Regions from separate parts of the Sus scrofa genome. Here region 2 is linked to region 1. Evidence: chromatin contacts called from public Hi-C data. All regions are on one chromosome and are shown on one strand. The core of a region is the stretch at or near the end of the contact, and the rest is flanking DNA. Distances in the headings are between cores, read along the strand shown.

Region 1 (6,212 bases), core at 3,713-6,212:
TAAAAGATTGTGTAAACGAAGAAACAAGCTCAGAAAACAAGGCCAGTGTTTACATACAAACCACATAAAAGGAAAGCCTTCTCTTAGCCCAGGTTCCAAAGAGGCTGGCCTCAATCCTGGTCTAGGTTGCATTAGTTCATCATCATTAACGATGCAGTTCAGCTGTATTAATGAGACACTCACACAGAGGTGGATGCTGTACAGAATCTGGAAAGACTCCCATATCTAAAGTCTAAAAAGCAACCCTGAAAAGAAGATACAGTACTCTCAAGGTTTCCTTTCAGGTTCTGGGGACTCGGCCCTTTAGGATGTAGAAAGCTCCGGAAGCGAGAAGCTGACGACTAGGTTAAATCTAGGAACACAGGAAGAAGGATTCCGGCATCCGAAGGAGATCGAAAGCCAGAGTCGAAGTCGTCCCTCCGGCGGCAGGGGCCTGACCTTTGCCCCCCTGCACCTCTCCCAGTTCCCTCCCATAACATTCTCTCCCTCTTCTCGATTCTGCCCCGGCTCATTCAATTTAAGGGCCCTCCTCCCCTATTCCCTCTCGCGATGTCAGAGCGGCCTTCACGACTCTGGAACTCTTAAGAGACTTCGCTGACCTGTCAGCGGATCCAAAATGGCGGGGCCTAGTCCCAGGACCGGCAGCCGCTGCTCATGTCCAGCCCAGGCCCCGAAGGCGTCTCCCAGCTGCTCTACCGGCTCTGGTGGCAGATGCGAGCAGGGAAGGTGCTCGTTTCCTGGGAGTTGACGCTGAAATCAAGAGCCGCACAGTTGGTCGGGAAGAGTCGACCGGAACGGGCGGTGGAGCCGGCTGCCTTCCCTGTCAGCTCACTGACGTGGTAACTAGCCTCAGTCTAGCCCGCTGCCTGGTAACTGCGCGAGCCTGCCGCGCACAGCCAATCATAGCTTTGCACTGTGAAAAGTGGCATTCCAGCTATCCAATTGAAGAAAGGAAATTGGCTTTTGGAGGCGGGTAGTGCCCGAAGAGGCTAGATTACAAGGGAAAGAAAAGGGTAGGCAGGGGACAACCAACGGATATGAGGACTCTCTGAGTGACAGTTATGAAAGCCAATAAAAAAGGAGAATTTGTGCTGGGCAGTTGGAGAGGCGGAGTTGGGTAGAGTTTGGTTGCAGTGCGTGGCTTGACAGTGGCTGCTGGGCATTATGGGGAAGAAAGCTATGATTTGCTGGAAAGGGGGCGGGGTCCGTTTTGAGAGCCTGAGTGGACGGCCTTACTCCCCCCCATCCCGATGCCCGCTGCCACTCCTTATTAAAGTCACCTGGGCCAATACCGTGACCCTTGAGGGATCATTTCCTTTCGAGGCATCGCTGGGCTCCCTCCAGGATGGAGGAGCAATCTATTCCAAACTCCCTTCCCCCACCGTCCCGTCCGCTTGCCCTGTTTGGCTTCTCATAGATGAGTCCGTCCCATCTCAACTTTGTTTCTATGACTTGCGCCGATGGAGACAATGGGAGGTGACAGAAACCTTGGGTATCTAATTCAGGTCCTTTCATTTTGCAGAGCAGGAAACTGATTCCCAGAATGGAAAGAGAGCCCCCACGTTTTTTTATAGCTAGTTAATTACAGAGCAGAGAGACAAACCCAGGTGTCCTCACTCCACTCCAGCTCTCTTTTTCACTGCCCTTCGATATTTCTTATGCTTTAGTCTATCAGACTGTGACTCCCAGCTCTGACCCTCATCCTAAGCCTCAGACACCCTTTACCTACCTGGAAAAAAAGCTAACCACACGGGTTAGTCCTCATCACCAGGGACAGGAAACTGAAACCTTTACTGTTTGCCTTAGAAATGCTAAGAGGCCTGAGGGCAAGATGCTAGCCCACAGTATTCACTCTCCTGCCCCCAGCTGCTTCTCCCCTGGCAAGAGAAGATACAGGGTACCAAGTTATTTAGAATTACCTAGAAGTAAGAGTGTGTAGAAAGAGGACAGAAAGATGACTTTCTCCTTGCAGATTGAATGGTGGAATTCCTAGCCTGTCTGCTGGAATAAAGCCCAGGTGTTCCTGCAGATCTGAAGAGACTGCTGGGACACAGTAAAAGAAGATACCAACTCTCCCCTCATTTTCTCCCATTTATGGATGACCCAAGTCCAGGGAAACTCCATTCCTAACCCCATAGGAATGTGGTCTCAAAACCAGACAGCCAAAGACCAACCTTGGGCTAGAACCCTCTAATATGAAGAAACCACCAGAACTGACATCAGAAGAATTCCTTAACAGCTTCCTGCACCTGGATTTTGGGCTCCTGATCTCTGGGTCCAGGTGAAGACCTTGCCTCTTTCACCCAAAAAGTCAGGAGTAGCGGGTACAACCACCATAGCATCTCTTTCCACACTACCTCTGAGCCATTTTCCACCTTCATTTGAAAACTGATACTTGGTCTCTTGGGCATATCTCAGAGAAGTCCTGGATAATAAACTGGAAAATTCTCTAAGTGGCCCAAAACTCCCTTCTACCCCATCTCCACTCCTACATACCTCTAGAAATTAATCGATCTGAAAGCACGAATGCAATTGTGTATTAGAGATAAGGAAAAAGATGACAACGCCCCAGCCCCTTCTAACCTACATTATCTTACCAGTCAAAACGTCTCCATCTTAGATTTTAGTATTAAATTTCTACATTATGCTTAAGAATAGAAAGATCAGGGAAACATGGTTCTTGCCCTCCTAAATCTGAGTATCATAAGGGACAACACATAAGCTGATCTCTTCAATATTATGGGTGGGGTAATAGAGGGTATGCACAAGAGGGTTGTGGGAGCAAAAGGCTAGACATATAGCTAATTCCTGGGAATTCAGGAAAGGCTTCCCAAGAGAATGAGGCCTTAGTGGAACTTCAGGGGATGACTAGGAGTTGGAAAAATGAAGCTTGGTTAGAAATATGTTACTGGAGTTCCCGTCATGGCTCAGCAGTAACGAACCCAACTGGTACCCATGAGGACACAGGTTCGATCCCTGGCCTCATTCAGTGGGTTATGGATCTGGTGTTGCCATGAGCTTCAGTGTAGATCGAAGACGCGGCTTAGATTCCAAGTTACTGTGGAGTAGGCCGGCAGGTGCAGCTCCGATTAGACCCCTAGCCTGGGAACTTCCATGTGCTGTGGGTGCAACCCTAAAAAGATAAAATGGAAAAGAAAGGAAGGAAGGAAGGAGAGAGAGAGAAAGAGAAAAAAGGAAAGAAAGAAAGAGAAAGAAAGAAAGAAAGAAGGAAGGAAGGAAAGAAAGAAAGGAGTTCCCATCGTGGCTCAGTGGTTAACTAATCCGACTAGGAACCATGAGGTTGCGGGTTCGATCCCTGCCCTTGCTCAGTGGGTTAAGGATCCAGCGTTGCTGTGAGCTGTGGTGTAGTTTGCAATCGCGGCTCGGATCCCGCGTTGCTATGGCTCTGGCGTAGGCCAGCGGCTACAGCTCCGATTCAACCCCCAGCCTAGGAACCTCCATATGCCACGAGAGCGACCCAAGAAAAGGCAAAAAGACAAAAAAAAAAAAAAAAAAAAAAAAAAGCAAGCAAGAAAGAAAGATATCTTACTGTAAGAGGTGTGCAAGAAACCACTAGGAAATTGGAGATTAAGACAGGATCAGGCCCTAAAAGTCTTCTATGCCAGGCAAGGGAACTCGGCCTTTATCCTGAAGGCAAACAGGAACCATTGAAAGGTTTTGAGCAGAGGCATGATTGGTCAGATTCACCAGGCATACAGTATGAGATAGGGCTTAAGACCATCAGGGGCAACCTAGCAACCCAGCCTGACTCTCTATGTTCCTTGGGACATCTGTCCTATCCCTTGCGACTCCCTAACCAGCAAGCACCAAGGACACACCTTGGCCACAGAACCTAACCTGGTATCACCAAGAAGGTAGCCCTGTTAAGGCTAGGAGAATTTAATCTGGGTGAGACAAGCATGCAGACTGACAGGGAAAATTACCCAGCCCTCTGAGGGTTACCCAGCCCAAGCCCTGAGATCCAGTTAGAACCTCCTTTAACTTGAGGAAGTGGCTGGGAGTGATAGTAAAGTTACTTGTCCAAAGTCGCTAGATGATGGCACAGTTGATAGCAGGGTTAGAATGCCGTTTTGGTTTGTCTCATTCCAATTTCTGCTTTCTTCATGAAGCCACCTTCCTTAGAGGAGAGGGGAAAAAAGGGCGAGGTGGGGGGTAGGGGAGAGGAGATAGCGGAGAAGAGGAAGAGAGAAAGAAGCAAGGAAAAATAGGAGCAGAAAGAGAAATTAGTCTTTCAAAGTGGCAGAGGAGGAAGGAGAGAGACAAACAGCAGGAGCAAAGCGGTGGCGGAGGAAAAAAAAGGAAAGAAAGGCGAGATGTGGGAGAATTGGAGCAGAGACAAAAGGGCAGGGAGACAGACAGCGACAAGTGGAGAAAATTGCCGAAACTTGAGCGGCAACGAATTCTGAGCGCAGAAACCCGTTGGCCTCTCCCAATCCGTGCGCACTTCCACCTGACCCTATCCCCCAGCACCGTTCCACTTCGCTCGGGGTGGTGGTCTGGCCCCCACATCACGGGCCCCGGCTCGGTGGAGACACCCGGTCCACTCTACGCTCCGGCTTGGTTGTGCCAAAGCGTTCTCGCTGGAGCATGGTTTCAGCCACGTGGGGAGGGGCGGGGCCCAGTTGCGGAGAAGCGCCTCCGATTGGATAGGGGGCGGAGTTCTTGGCTGTGCGCCTGCCGGAGCCCGCCCCCGAAGGCGGGGCCAGAAAATTCACAGCTGGAAAGGGTGGAGCCCGGGCAGCGCAGCTGGAAGGGGGCGGGGCCCGACACGCGAGGCTCGCCGCGGCGGGCTGGGGGCGCCCTGGGCTGCCATAAAGTGAATGGGCGCCGGCGGGGGGTGGCAGTGCACGGCGAGGCTCACTCTCTCCCAGCGAGTCCGGGAGCGCCGGAGCGGAGCGGCGGCCTGGGCGCAGGGGGGCGGCCCCCACCCCGGCCGGGTGCCCGGCCTCTGGCCCCTGCTTGCCCTCCAGACTGCGGCCGCCGCCGCCGCTGCCGGGAGTCTGCCTGCTGCGGGACTCACTGTGAGTGCTTGACCATGCGGGAGACAGGGACTCACGGGGCCGAGGGGCCATGGCTGGACTTTGGGATCCCTAAAACGGGACCTAGGGAGGCTGAACTGGAGCACGGTGCCTGGGGAACGGGTCGAGACTGGGAGGGCGGAGTGCAGACCCGGGGCCAGGACTTAGAAAAAGGGAAACTTAGCGTCAGGACTCGGAGGACAGATAAGAGGAAGACTCAAGGGATCGAAGAGAAGTCGGAGACGTGAGGTCAGGACAGGGGCTCTGCGAAGCGGACAGTTGAGTCGGGAAACCATTACCAGAAAGCACCCTGGAATCCGGAGGCGCGGGGCCAGCAGCTAGGGAGTGAAAGGGGTTGCCGAGGCCCTGGCCAGCCGGGGGAGCTGGCGGCGGTCGCCCAGCAAGGGGGCAGATGGCGGTGCCCGACACCCCTCCCCACACACACACACACACACACACGCTGGGTCTCAGACTCCAGGGACTGGAAGCAACGATGCGTTGGTCGCACACGCTTCTTTTCCCAGCTGCTTCGCAATTGGGATAGGAGCCGTTTTCCGAGAGCCGGGCCGCGACCGGGTCAGATGGCCGCTGTGCGGGCTTCAGGCCGAGTCTGGGTAGTCCGAGTGACTAGGAGGAGGGTCTGGCGTGTCCGCTTGGGTTGTCAGGGCCCTGATGGGTCCCGACCTCGGGCAGCCACGGAATCGGACGGAATGTCCGCAGCGCGCGGGGCTCGGAGCGGACAGAATGTCCGGGGCAGAGAGGTTGGTCTCTCCGGAGCAGGCGCTGTGTTGGGCAGCGGTGGACAGAATGTCCCTGGCCGAGTGGCATGTCCATTTACCCGGCAGCGCCTGCCCAGCTGCTGCGTGTACGGTGGGGTTCGCTGTGGTGGGTTGCCTAAAATCCCAGCTCACACTTTGCAAACTTGTCTCTGTTCCTAGGGCTGCCGGGTGAAGCCTGGCCTTGGGTTGAAGTGGAGGCAGGAGACATTCCCTCTCCAACTCAGGCTAGATCTAAGCATCACCCTGGACTCCCAGAATCCAAATTTGTGGGGAGAGAGCCAGTGGTGGGATTGCTAATGGGAACCAAGACCAGGAAAGGAAGGAACGAACCACAAAGGGCAATGGGAGGGCAAGGAGGAGTCCAGCACAAGCCCCTGACAGCTTCAGTTCCCTC
Region 2 (6,162 bases), core at 909-3,408, 220 kb before region 1:
ACAATGATGATAACAAAAAGTACCATTTATTAGGCTTTCACCATGTGCTAAGGAAAACTGATACAATATGTGGAGAGAGCTCAGAGCAGGGAGACACTAGATCAGGAAGAGCTTTGGTAACCACACACAAGATCCTATCCTGAGGATGACAGGATCAGGGAGCCCTGGGGGTGGCCGGGTAGACAGAATCAGATCTGTTCAGAAGGAGCCCCCTGGCATCATGTAAAAACATTCCCCTCTTCACTCTATCAGGCTTCTTTCTGGGAGACAAAGGCCTAGAAAAGGATGGAAACAGTAGCAGCTTCCTAATTCCTGAACCAGTCTATAGTTGGGGTGGGGGTGAGAGATGCTGATGGATTTGGTGGAGGAAACCAAGATTGCCAGACGGGGCCCCTGGAGTGAGAGGCATCAAAAGGAGGACCTTGATTCCCTTCAGAAGGACCAGAGGCTGTATGAGAAACAATTAGGGTGGAGGGGGAAGAGCTACTAAGAAGCATGATTTGAAGTTGGGTGGCTTGGGTCAATCTGAACCTTACCACCAACTAGCTGAGTGTAGTCCTACATCTGCAAAGTGGGAGAAAATTCCATTCCCTGCCTGTTCCTAGGAGTATCAAATGAATTTGAAATATCCTACACAAATATTGTGTCCTTTTTTCAACAAGCAGGGGACCTTTGAATTGGCTGCTGTTTGCTGTTTCACATCCCCTTTGTCTCCCTGCCCATTCTTCCCACAGCAGGGTCAGTCCTGGCAGGGCTGTTGGGGAGGCCCACTCTGGACGGGTCCCCAATCTTCCACCTTCCATGCAGTGACTAATGGGCCCATCTTCCTTCTCAGGCTGGAAATGAACTTTCACCCTGTTGGGGGAGGGATCTTCTCCCTTTCCCTCCCCCCTTGCAGGTTACAGGGTAAGCAACTTCACCCCAGGACCACCTACCCCTCACAGAGATAGGTAGCCACAGAGGAGTCTGGGATGAACCCAGGAGCTCTTTATTCAGCAGCTAGTGCTGAACCTTTCGGTGGTGGTTGGCCAGCCCGCCTGCATATTAAAATCACCTGAGGAGCTGCTCAATAACACCAAGGCCCAAGCCCCACCCAGGCAATTAAATCGGGATTTCTAGGGATGTGGCCCAGCATCTGTGTTCTTTCAAAGCTCCCCAATTGGTTCTACCATGCTACTAGGGTTAAAAGCCATTATGGGAGTTCCCGTTGTGGCACAGTGGTTAATGAATCCGACTAGGAACCATGAGGTTGCGGGTTCGATCCCTGGCCTTGCTTAGTGGGTTAAGGTTCCAGCGTTGCTGTGAGCTGTGGTGTAGGTCACAGACGCGGCTCGGATCCCACGTTGCTGTGGCTGTGGTGTAGGCCGGTGGCTACGGCTCCGATTCGACCCCTAGCCTGGGAATCTCCATATGCTGCGGAAGCGGACCTAGAAAAGGCAAAAAAGACAAAATAAAATAAAATAAAATAAATAAATAAAAGCCATTATGTTAATGAAATGAACCACAGCCTGACGGGTTAATGAAATGGGTCCCTGATGCCTGATGCATCTTGCGACCTCAGACCCCAGGGAGCCTCTCTGCAAGGATTCCATCCTCATCCCTCAAACCCAAGCTTCTCCCACTCTGACCCAAACACTCTCCCAACCCAAACCTGATCACTCCAGGGACGCCCAGGGATCACTCCAGACAGCCCCCAGGACACCCAGAGCAGAGAGCATTCCGGTTCCCCTCGGGTTTGTCCTTTGTGTCTAACTGGCCCCCCGGTCCGGCCCGCTCCTGCCCCCGAACCCGGCCGCCAGCCAGCCCCTCACCGCAATTGTGGCAAGCGAAGCCTAATTCCGCGGCTGCCGCGAGCCAGGTGCCATCCAGTGCGCCTGCGCGCACGCCTCCGGGAGCTTCTCCAGCCTCTCCCTCCGCCCCTGCCCAGCGATTGGCTCTGAGCTGCTCCCGAAACCCTCTCTTCGGCAGGTGCCCGCGCCGAGGCTGTCGCCGCCATGCTTGTTATGGGCGCCTTGCCCTCTGGGACCGAAAAGGATGTGGGAGCTAAGGAGAAAGGAGCAGGTTGCCAGAATTCCTGACCAGCTCACCCTCTCTCTCTCCCCTCCACGAAGGCTTAATGTCATTTCAGTTCCAATCAACAAGGTTTTTTTTCTGAGAGCTCCCCGCACCTCTTCCCCCGTCTTTCCTTACTAGTAATTCAGAGACTGAAAAGAGCCCAGCACCTTCCTTCAAGCCTTATGGTCTGACCGGATGCACGGCTGAGACAGATAAGGAGATGGCAGTGGCAAGACCTGGGACTCCCTGATGCTGGATTGTGAGCCTCTCAAGCGTGACAGGCCCAGCTTGAGCTGTGGGCAGCAGGGCTCAAGCCACAGCCTCCTGAGAGAGCAACCAAGCAGCCTAACCTCCGCGTGTTATTAATGGTAATACTGAAACATAAGGCTACTGAGCTTTTTTTTTTTTTTTTTTTTTTTGTCTTTTTGCCTTTCCTAGGGCCGCTCCCGCAGCATATGGAGGTTCCCAGGCTAGGGGTCCGACCAGAGCTATAGCCACCTGCCTACACCGCAGCCACAGCAACACTGGATCCGAGCCTCATCTGCGACCTATGCCACAGCTCACGGCAACGCTGGATCTTTAACCCACTGAGCAAGGCCAGGGATCAAACAACCTCATGGTTCCTAGTTGGATTCGTTAACCACTGCGCCATGACAGGAACTCCAAGGCTACTGAGATCTTATGTGCCCTGCACCCTGCGTTCATGAAAGCACCCTGCATTCATTATCTTGGTGAGTCTCCACTTCATCATTCCTGGGAGGTAGGTGCTATTATCCCCATTTTACAGATGAGGAAATTGAGATTGGGAAAGATTCAACAACTTTCACACAGCAATCAAGACCCCCCCCCAAAAAAAAGAGGCCCAGACAAGTTAGCACCCAGATTTCCTGACTCTCAGAACAGGAGTCTTTCCTCTTCCTACCCCTGCCCAGGCTCCCAAAGTCAAAACTTGTTTTTTGGCTCAGTCTAGTCTGGTGGGGATGCTCCATGTCTTCTCCCAAAGGGCCTGTAAGCCTCCTCAGATTTCGAGGCAAACAGCACACACTCCAGACCTGTCTGCTGTTTCCGTACCCTGGGATATGGGGCGGTGAGCATGGCCTTTGGCTGCTGAGGAACCTGGCACTCAGTTCCCTAGCTCCACCAATTCTTTGTAAGGGGACCCTCTTTTGTGAGCCTCTGTTTTACTTCTTAGAGGGGTTTTGTGGGCATTAAATGAGAAATAGGTGTGTAAGAGTTTTGTCAACAGGAATATTCTCTTTCTCCTTCCTGATAGCCTGGCAAAGGGCCCACCCACAGCAAATAGTCCAATACAAGAGCCCAGGTGACCAGGCACTAAAGTCTGTTTAACCAGTTCCTAGGGAGCCCCAAGGGCCCCATGAACCTTGCCCCCAGCGTCCATCTCCCACCAGTCTGTCTCATTTTCCTCCTCCCCAATCCTGTCTCTTCAGACCCTTTTCTTAACCCCTGTGTCCCCCCTTGGCCACACACACATCACCTCTCTTCTAGACTTCAAGCAGTTCCTGAAACCCCTCGTGCTCCAGAAAGCCTTCAGGACTAAAAGGAAGATCACCGTCTCTCCCCCTTCTCTACCCCTTACCCTCATCTATGCTTTCCTGGCTATGAGAAGAGGGCAGAAGACCCAGTATTCAACATAGGTTCAACCCATGTTCAACCATTTATAACTACTAAGCACACTAAAACCTCCATAAATTGACTTAAGGCATCCCCCTTCGTCCTGGCTAGCATGTGCCTTTATGTCAGAGCCAGCCTTAGTCTTCACTTTGCTTTCCCTGGGTATTCAATGGGGGAAGAGGAGCGGAGAGAGAGCTGCCAAGGGGCCAGAACTAAGTGTGACCTGATAGGAAAGACTTTGTCCTCTGTGTCATACTTAGTGCGCCAAGGTTACACTCTGAGCTCCCTCAGCCCTCTGATTTTATGAACAATGTCACCAACTACCCTTTTGTGTCAGCACCAGGTCTTGGGATCATCTCTTGATTTCCCTTCCCAGATGTCAAGCACAGAGCTAACTGGGAGGGGGACGGGAGGCGCAACTGAAGATCATATCGCCTGCCTTCTTGAGTCTGATCAGAGCCCCAGGATTGTGGCAAAGAGAGAGAAACACTCTCTCTCCCTGAAATTCCCTCCTCCCTTGGTTTCCAACCTCTCTGAGGTAGATTCCGCCATGTTCTTCTCCTAACAACTTTTCTTCAGTCCCCTTTATTGGGCACTTTTCCCCCAGGGCTTTCTTAGGTGCAGAGAGGGTCCCCTAAACTTCCTTCTTCATTACTCTGTTCATGTATTCATTTAAGCTTGTCAGGCCATAAACTATATGGGGTAAAAGGGATTTCAAAAACAAGATCGTTGTTGATGGGAAGGTAAATTGATGCAGCCACTATGGAAAGCAGTATGGAGGTTTCCCAAAAAAATAAAAGTAGGAGCTCCTGTTGTGGTGCAACGGAATCGGCAGCATCTTGGGAGCACTGGGATCCAAGTTCGATCCCTGGCCCAGCACAGTGGGTTAAGGATCCCGTGTTGCCGCAGCTACGCTTGGTTCAAGGCTGTAGCTTGGATCTGATCCCTGGCCTGGGAGCTCCATATGCCGAGAGGTGGCCAAAAAAAAAAAAAAAAAAATTTTTTTTTTTTTTTTTAAAGTAGAAGGACCGTATGACCCAGCACTTCCACTCCTGGGTATTTATCTGAAAAAAATGAAAACATTTAATTTGAAAAAATACACACACCCCAGTATTCATAGTAGCATCATTTACAATTGCCAAGATATGGAAGCAGCCTAAATGTCCAACAGATGAATGGATAAAGAAAATATGAGGGAGTTCCCGTTGTGGCGCAGTGGAAACAAATCCTACTAGCATCCATGAGGTTGCGAGTTTGATCCCTGGCCTCGCTCAGTGGGTTAAGGATCTGGCATTGCTGTGGCTGTGGTGTAGGCCAGCAGCTGCAGCTCCGATTAGACCCCTAGCCTGGGAACCTCCATATGCCATGGGTGCAGCCCTAAAAAGCAAACAAAAACAAAAAAACAAAAAACCACAAAAATATGAGAACACACACACACACACACACACACACACACACACACACAATGGAATACTACTCAGCCATAAAACAAATTTTGCCATTTGCAACAAAATGGATGGACTTGGGGAGGTATTATGCTAAACAAAATAAGTCAGACAAAGATGAATACTGCATAATCTCCTTCATATGTGGAATCTAAAAAATAAAAGAAAATATTGCATATAACAAAAAAGACAGAGACTCACAGAAAACAAACTGGTAGTTACCAGTAGTGAGAGGGAAGAGGACAGAGGCACAATAGGGCATGGGATGAAGCGATACAAACTATGTGTCAAGTAAATAAGCTACAAGGATAGCGCAGCACAGGGAATATAGTGTTTATAACTATAAATGGAAACGTTTATAGCTATAAATGGAAAATAACCCTTAAAAATTGTGAGTTGCTATGTTGTACACCTGAAACTTATATAATATTGTACGTCAAGTATACCTCAATTAAAAAAAAAAAAAGATGGAGTTGCCATTGTGGCTCAGTGGGTTACGAACCCAACTAGTATCCCTGAGGATGCAGGTTCAATCCTGGCCTTGATCAGTTGGTTGGGGATCCATTGTTGCCATGAGCTGTGGTGTAGTTCGCAGATTCAGCTCAGATCTGACCTTGTTGTGGCTGATATAGGCCTGCAGCTGCAGCTCTGATTCGACCCGTAGCCTGGGAACTTCCATATGCTGAGGGTGCAGCCCTAGCAACAAAAAAATATGAGGCTGCTGTCCAAAGGCATTGGTGGAACCCAACAAATTGGCAGCTGTGCTGATTCAGTGTAATGTGGGCCAGGGTAGCAGCTGTTCTGGTAACTTCACCCACTACCTTTCCTTCATGACTGACTACCCCACCTCCCATCTCCAGCCTGCATATAAAACTGCTGCTGATAGCTCCCCAAACATGCCACCTGAACTCAGCACTCCCTCAACTTCCAGTCACCCACTAGTGTTTCTCATCACTGGATTGCCTTGACCACCCATACAAGTAACCAAGCTAAAAACATGTGTGTCCACTCTTATCCTACCCTCTGCATC

Evidence for each region. A called contact is a pair of places that touch in the nucleus more often than the background predicts.
Region 2: a Hi-C map of subcutaneous adipose tissue shows a contact between it and region 1, with 2.3 times the contacts expected there. The contact joins the promoter of LOC102167427 here to the promoter of PITX3 in region 1. A contact is called at or near these places in 3 of 5 promoter capture datasets (fetal liver, fetal skeletal muscle and liver), 18 of 47 Hi-C or Micro-C datasets (alveolar macrophages, blood, embryonic fibroblasts and 11 more) and 2 of 2 datasets of contacts at active chromatin or transcription factors (alveolar macrophages and skeletal muscle).

What each region holds. Positions count from the first base shown.
Region 1 is chr14:113,240,143-113,246,354 of Sscrofa11.1, reverse strand. It overlaps PITX3 (pituitary homeobox 3), which reads left to right and starts at 4,962. Exons shown (of 6, transcript XM_021073065.1): 1 at 4,962-5,042. GBF1 (Golgi-specific brefeldin A-resistance guanine nucleotide exchange factor 1) reads right to left here and starts at 869. Exons shown (of 42, transcript XM_003483549.4): 1 at 600-869.
Region 2 is chr14:113,459,906-113,466,067 of Sscrofa11.1, reverse strand. It overlaps LOC102167427, which reads left to right and starts at 2,158. Exons shown (of 3, transcript XM_021072752.1): 1 at 2,158-2,423. All of the region lies in intron 1 of MFSD13A (transmembrane protein 180), which reads right to left.